Linked DNA regions of Mus musculus: region 2 is linked to region 1. The links are chromatin contacts, called in public HiCAR-type maps. All regions are on one chromosome and are shown on one strand. Each heading gives the region's core, a stretch centred on a gene start, on an enhancer-like site or on the middle of the called end of the contact. The rest is flanking DNA. Distances are from core to core; before and after follow the strand shown.

Evidence for each region. HiCAR-type assays count read pairs that join an accessible place to other places.
Region 2: a HiCAR-type map of Th17 cells shows a contact between it and region 1, with 7 times the contacts expected there. The contact joins two enhancer-like sites.

What each region holds. Positions count from the first base shown.
Region 1 is chr2:11,145,184-11,148,831 of GRCm38.p6, forward strand. No RefSeq gene overlaps it. Among named protein-coding and RNA genes, the nearest start is that of Prkcq, 25 kb to the right of the region's middle. Within about 2 kb of position 1,643, at least 4 of the 459 cell types and tissues checked have an H3K27ac peak or open chromatin away from gene starts, as enhancers often do. A contact at or near this core is called in Th17 cells, where this site is marked.
Region 2 is chr2:11,615,130-11,618,709 of GRCm38.p6, forward strand. No RefSeq gene overlaps it. Among named protein-coding and RNA genes, the nearest start is that of Rbm17, 14 kb to the left of the region's middle. Within about 2 kb of position 1,817, at least 18 of the 459 cell types and tissues checked have an H3K27ac peak or open chromatin away from gene starts, as enhancers often do. A contact at or near this core is called in Th17 cells, where this site is marked.

The sequences.
Region 1 (3,648 bases), core at 393-2,892:
TAAGAAAGAATGAATTGAGTTTTTTCACCCTAAAGCTTACTTCATCTGTCACTCTTCTTGTTGCTGCAGCAAAATACCTAAGAAAGGCTACTTACGGGAGTAGAAATATATTTTAGTAGAAGTGTATTTTAGTAGGAGTGTATTTTGGCTACAGTTTAAAGATACAGTCCTTCATACATAGTGGGGAATGTGTGTCAGACGGAACACGAGGAGCCAAAGGTCACAGGACAAGACATCTGCAGTCAGGAAGCAGAGAGACGTGCCAGCTGCTGCTCATCAGGTGTCCCCCTTTTTATTCAAGAGAGATGGATACACACTTTTGTCACAGGACTGGAAAATGGTACTAACCTGGAAACCTTCTCTTACTTTGGACAGCTTTCTTTTATAGTACTGGAAGACTATGTAGACTCCCAGGGGAGAAAAGTTTATCAACAGCCTTGCTCAGATATAAACTTTGTGAGATATAGTAATATTTGGCTTGGCAAGACATGCCTACTGATACAATGGTGGCATGGTGGTTTTCGTAGTTACCAACTTCTTTCCGCTTTATAGTCACCCCATGGGAGGGTGTCACTCACAGTCAGGATGGGTTTTCCACCTTCAATTACCTCAGTCTAGAAACTATCTCAAAGACACTCCAGAGATCTGTCTTCTACATTCTAGATCTTATGAAGCTGAGAATCACTCTTAACCATTGCTCTTACAAAGGACCTAACGCAAATCAAGATAGATGAGGTAGCAACCTATATCAGCATCACCGTTACAGCATCACTATATCAACATACACTGTTTAAGAGCACAGCACTTAATAGCGTGATATGTAACTTTTCCCTTTGGGGCTGGTGAATTTTACTCCTAGATACTAACCTACCTCAAGAAACATTCCTCTCTAAAAGTGGCTCTTTTTTGTTTTGTTTGGTTTGGTTTGGTTCTGTTTTGTTTCTGCAGTGAGTCAACTGTCACTTCTCACCTATCACCCACAATACCTTCCACACACTCTTTTTTTTTTGATATTTTCTTTATTTACATTTCAAATGTTATCCCCTTTCTCAGCCCCCTGCCCCTCAAAACCCCTATCCCATCCTCCCCCACTGCTTCTATGAGGGTGTTTCTTCAAACACCCACCCACTTCCACCTCCCCACACTCAGTTCCCCTACACTGGGGTATCTATGGAGCCTTCATAGGACCAAGGATCTCTCCTCCCATTGATGCATGGCAAGGCCTTTCTCTGCTACATATGCAGCTGCAGCCATGTGTACTCCTTTGTTGATGGCTTAGTCCCTGGTTGGTTGGGGATTGGTTGGTTGATATTGTTGTTCTTCCTGTGGGGTTACAATTTCCTTCAACTCCTTCGGTCCTTTCTCTAACTCCTCTATTGGGGAACCCACACTCAGTCCAAAGGTTGGCTGCAAGCTAAAAGTGACTCTTTTTAACAAGTGCTTTTGTACTGTTTTTAGAGCCCAATGGTTATTTCAACCAATTAGCACATTCATCCATCCAATTTTGTAGCAAAATGAACTTAATTTTGCAGGAGCCATGCCTGCATCTGTAAGTTGTTTTCAAGGAAGGATGCTAAAAGGAGTAAGACACCTTCAATGACCCATACAGTCCATTGATGAGTAGTTTCCATTGTAAATGTGAACACACAGATTTCTTTCTTGTGAGCCCTTTGTTGTACTGATACAGTGGAATGACTCACACGTTGGCAGTTGCTCATCATGTCCCCAAATTATCAGAAATGTCTATAGGTCTACACGCAGACGTTGCCTCTTTCTTCTCATATCTTATTTTGAAAAGTCTCCACTCAGACCCTTGTATATGTTTGCAGATGTAAATTCTAACAAATTAAAACATTGAATGTAAGCCAAACAACAGAACAGAAATTGCAAAACTAAATGAACATGTCAAAGTGAAAATCTTTAGCATCTTGCCAGCTAACCTATAGAACTCTTATTTTTACCAAGTTTACCCAGTGTTTCATCCAGTTCCCTGGAACTCTGAGCAGACATAAGGATGAGGTAATCACTATAATGTAGATCTCAGCCAGCTGCCTGACCCCAGGGAAGGACAGGTGACTAGGAGCCACAAGCTAGGGGTCCATGCCATGAGCCGGCTCTACCTCCCCATCTTCCTGAACTAAAGTCCAGATCAGTCCAGATTTCTGACCCTCACACATTATAACACTTGGACTAATTTCTCCCTACAAAGCATTTCCACTTCTTCATGCCCAGAGGATTTCCATCCCTCTGCCTCATTAAGTCTTCTTCTTCTCATAAGGACTGCCACCTTTCATATGATCAAATATGTGGCCTAGCCTGATTTATGCCACCACTTCATGGCATTATATAAATTTCAACACCCCTTATTTCATTATTTATTTTGGATAGTAACCACTTTATTGAAACACAATTTATTTATCATGAGAAGAATGCATTTGATGTGTATAATATAATGATTTTCTATGTGTTCTGTTTGGGGCAACCATCACCACAATTAATTTTTGAATATTTTTATTACATTTGAATAAGTTGTGTCTCTTTTTCTTCTGTGATCACTCTTAGAGAACTGATAATCTCCTGTTTTGTTTTCTATGGGTTTAACTATTCTGGACATTTTGTGTAAATGGTGCAGTAGAGATTATCAGTATCATTATTGATCCTAGCTTTCTTCTTAAAGACTCATATTGAAATCTCCAAGGTTTTCACAAACTAACACTATTTGATCAGCACCATGGGTCTGAGGAAAGGAGGACAGCTTCTGAATCCCATTGGGTGATAGCACCAAGGGGACACAGGAGACAGCCAAGACGAGGTCAAAGCTCATCTTGACAACATCCTTTGCTGTAAAATGAAGCTTTACAAAGATTAACACAGTATCCTAAAATCCAGTTAGCAATCGCTAGCGTGTAATGTATATCCCCCATGTGGGAGATTCCATTGCTGTAGCTGATATTCTATTCCAGGGAAACAATACTCGTGTGATCCCAGTTAAAGTCCCATTAACTCACTACTGTCACTGCAAGACACCTGTTCCCAGCAGCTCCCAGAATGCAAAGTGTTCTCTCGAAGCCCTTTGGTCCTCTTTCCATCAACACATTTGTTTTAAATATGGGGGACTTCCACTTATCTCTTAGACTGAGCCTCATTGAAGGGATCATCAGGAACAGGAAGGTGACGAGATGGAGTAATGGAGTAAATATGAACAAAAAACACTGTACATATACATGAAACCATCATAACTATTCATTATGGTGCATAATTAATGTATGTTAAGAAAAGCATTAGAAAAAGACTTACCTTCTGAAATGTTCTCTAAAATGTTCCCAAAAGGCTTTTCTCCCATTCCTCACCAAGGGACCCTTCCTTGGCTCTCTCTTACTGTTCTGGTTTCCCAGTGCTATGTTATATCCTAGTATCTCCCTTCATTCCCTGTTCTTAGCCTTAGAACAGAATGTGTGGCCTTAACCTCTACACCTACATTCTCTGACTAATGCTCAACAAATACTTCCTTCTTAAAGGAATAAAGATATGACTGAATAGAAGACAAAAGTGCTAGTAGGTAGCAAATGCCTTTAGTCTCCACATTCAAGAGGCAGAAGCATGCAGTCTCTGAGTTCGGGGCCAACCTTATCTACATTGAGAGTTCCA
Region 2 (3,580 bases), core at 567-3,066, 470 kb after region 1:
TATCAAAAAATTGTGTCTTAAAAACCCGACAAAGTGTCTGTTCCTTGTTCCAAATAGCAATTAAATTGATTATTGCAGAATATTGATATTTGTCCTATCGCATACCATCATTTTAAATAAAATTGATAGTCATCATCCTAAAGATAAGTTAAAAATTGTTTTTATGCATGCTTTTGTACCTTCTATAAATTCATGCATGCATGCATCCCATTTACTGTGTTTAAAAACAACCCTTCTATGGGAGAAAAGTACATGTGAATTGAATCACATGCTTATTCTTTTGAGTTTCCTCCTGCTTCAGAACAGATAATTAAATTGTGTACTGTAGATGGTGTTTTAAAATGTTGAATAATCAAGCTTTAATTTGTATATTTATCAATATATATCTCAGAGCTTACAATTACTTAAAATTGTTCATCCCTCAGATACTGTAAATTCTCAAATTTGCAATGGTTTATGCATATACAACTCATAAAAAAATGCTGTTATTTTTAGAAGACTGTTTTTGGACATTTAAAATTTTGTCACTAGACCCACTAGACCTGTAGAGTTCCCCCTAAAAGGGCACACCTACAAGTGCCTGGCAAATACAGGAGTTGATGCTCACAGTCATCTATAAGATGGAACACAGGGCCCCCAATGGAGAAGCTAGAGAAAGCACCCAAGGAGCTGAAGGGGACTGCAACCCTATAGGTGGAACAACAATATGAACTAACCAGTACCCCCAGAGCTCATATCTCTAGCTGCATATGTAGCAGAAGATGGCCTAGTTGGCCATCATTGGGAAGAGAGGCCCCTTGGTCTTGCAAACTTTATATGCCCCAGTACAGGGGAAAGCCAGGGCCAAGAAGTGGGAGTGTGTGGGTAGGGGAGCAGGGTGGGGGGAGGGTATAGAGAAATTTTGGGATAGCATTTGAAATGGAGATAAAGAAAATATCTAATAAAAATAAAAGAAAAGAGCAAGCCTTCCAGGTATAGCAACTGAACCCCTCATAACAAGTCATAGTAAGACTAAGAACACACCCTCATTTCAAGGCTGGATGAGGCAACCCAGTACGAGGAAAAGGGTCCCAAAAGTAGGCAAAAGAGTCAGAGACTGTCCCTTTTCCCACTGTTAAGAGTCATAGAAGAACACTAAGCTACACAACCATAATACACATATAAAGGACCTAGTTCAGACCCATGCAGGCTCTCTGCTTGTTGCTTCAGTCTCTATGAGCACCTTTCAGCTTTGCTTAGTTGATTCTCTGGGCTGTGTTCTTGTGGGGTTCTTGACCCCACTGGCTCCTCCAATCCTTATTCCTTCCTCTCCTCTGTAGGATTCCCCAAGGTCCGCCTAATGTTTGACTGCGGGTCCCTACATCTGCTCCCATCTCTTGCTGGATGAAGCCTCTCTGATGGTGATTGTGCTAGCTTCAGGTCTACAAGTACAGTAGAACACCATTAGGAATCCTTTTATTGTCTTCCCCCCACCCCAGTTATGTTTCCTTCTGTGCTAGGTCTCAGGGCTATCCAGCCTCTGGATCCTGGCCATACAGACAGTGTCAGGAGTGGGCTCCCTCTCATGGTATGGGTCTCACACTGAACCAGTCATTGGTTGGCCACTCTTACAAGTTATGTGCCTTATGTGAGGCTATTTTTAATTCCAAGCTCCTGTATGCATACACCTAAAGTGACATGATAAATGTCTTCATCCTTCTAATCATGAGGTTCCCACCCTCAAACAGCATAAGAAGGCACTTGGTCTGAGTGATGTCTGCATGGAGGTCCGTCATCCTTCCCCTAGTGTCATTTACCTCATCCGCAATACACATGAACAGAAGCAAGTCTTTGATGGGTAGTACAGCTCTGAATGTCGACCTTCATGTGGTCCCCAGAGTATGTGATCAGGTCATCAAAGCCAATGTAAGCCAAGGTGGGGCATGATCGGGAAATGGGTTTATCTGTCATCTGAGGGTTTCGAGGGATTAGTAACCCTTTGAGTCACACACTTCTCACTCTCTGGGGCAGAAATGATGCAAGATGGCATGGCTCTGGCTCAGACGTTAAAACGTGGTTAAAACGGTAGCAGGGGAGTGCAGCTAGGAACCTTAGCATCAGCCGTCATATTTATTCCCAGTCACATGGAGGTTAGAGAACTCCCTGAAGTTATACAAATGGTGAGTACTGAGTTGTAATGAGAACCAAGCTCTGCCTGGCAGAGGCTGGTGTGGTTGGTCTGTACATTCAGCTGATTTATGGGAAGACAATTTTATGAGGAGCATGGCACTGTTGCTCTCTCCCAGGCATGTTTCTGACCTTGCCAGGTTTAGTTTTCAGTGTAGAGTCTCACTGGAACTCTCTCCTTATCCCCACTTTAACAAATGAGGCCATTATCAAGCCCTCTGTACACACCAAACCCCAGAAGGAAGGAGTTACATATTTAATTTATTTCTTCCAAGAGCTGTTACTCATTCACAAATGAAGAAAGGACAACTTTGGGAAGTTTTGGTCAAAGTTCATAAATGACCAACTCCACAGGTCCTGGGTTTGACTTCTTTCCGAGCTTATGAGAGATAGTGATGTTCATCTGCTTTCTGTTACTATAAACAAATACCTGAGATAATAAGCTTAAAGAGACAAAAGGTTTGCTTTGGGTTGCAGGGTTGAAAGTCTGGGTTCACAGCTGGTTGGCTCTAGTGCTTTAGAGGTATAATAAGACATATTGGTGGGTGCTCAGCAGAGGAGGGCTGTTCACTTCCTGGCAGGAGGGGCGGGATGTGAATTAATGTTGGATGTCTTCCTCGGTCACTCTCTATCTTTGTTCTTTCTTTTTTGAGACAGGATTTCTCACTTACCTAGACCTACCAATTCAGCTAGACTGGCTGGCCAGTGAGCCACCGCTAGCATGGGTATGACAGGCACATGCCACCACACTAGGCTTTTTATTCGAGTCTAGGGAATTAAATTAGGGCCCTCCGCCTGTGCAGTAAGCACGTTACCCATGCAGCTATCTCCTAGCTCTATGTATCTTTATTACTAACAATGTTCAAGTCTGAGTCTAACATATTGATATATTGGGCTCAGAGGAAATGGCTCAAAGACACAGCACTTGCTACGAAAACATGACGACCAGAGTTCACCCATGTAAAAGCCCACTGGGTGTGGTGGTTCTCCTATAATCCTAGCACTTGGGAGGAGACAGGGGATTGCTGGGATAAGCCAGCTAACTGGACCATACTAAGGTTCAGTGAAAAACTTAATAACTAAAGAGGATTACAATCAAGCAATACAGTCAACTTCTGGCATCCACATTCCCCACCACCCCCAACATGCCACCCAACATGTAATCACATGGAAATAGGCTGCAGGGGGCCTTACAGCTGCACCTGGGATGGCCTAGAAGGACAGTCCTTCACATGGGCAGATTGAAAGAAGCTATGCTTTGTGGGGGCATGAACACCTTTGTGTCTCATGTCTTTGATTCCAGAAAGCTTCCACCACGAAAAGCATACTAAAACAATTCAGCAGAAAACACCATGGTGTGTCAGTCATGGCTGTGGATCATCAAAGTGCTAGCATGTAGTCACTGAGTGAAAGG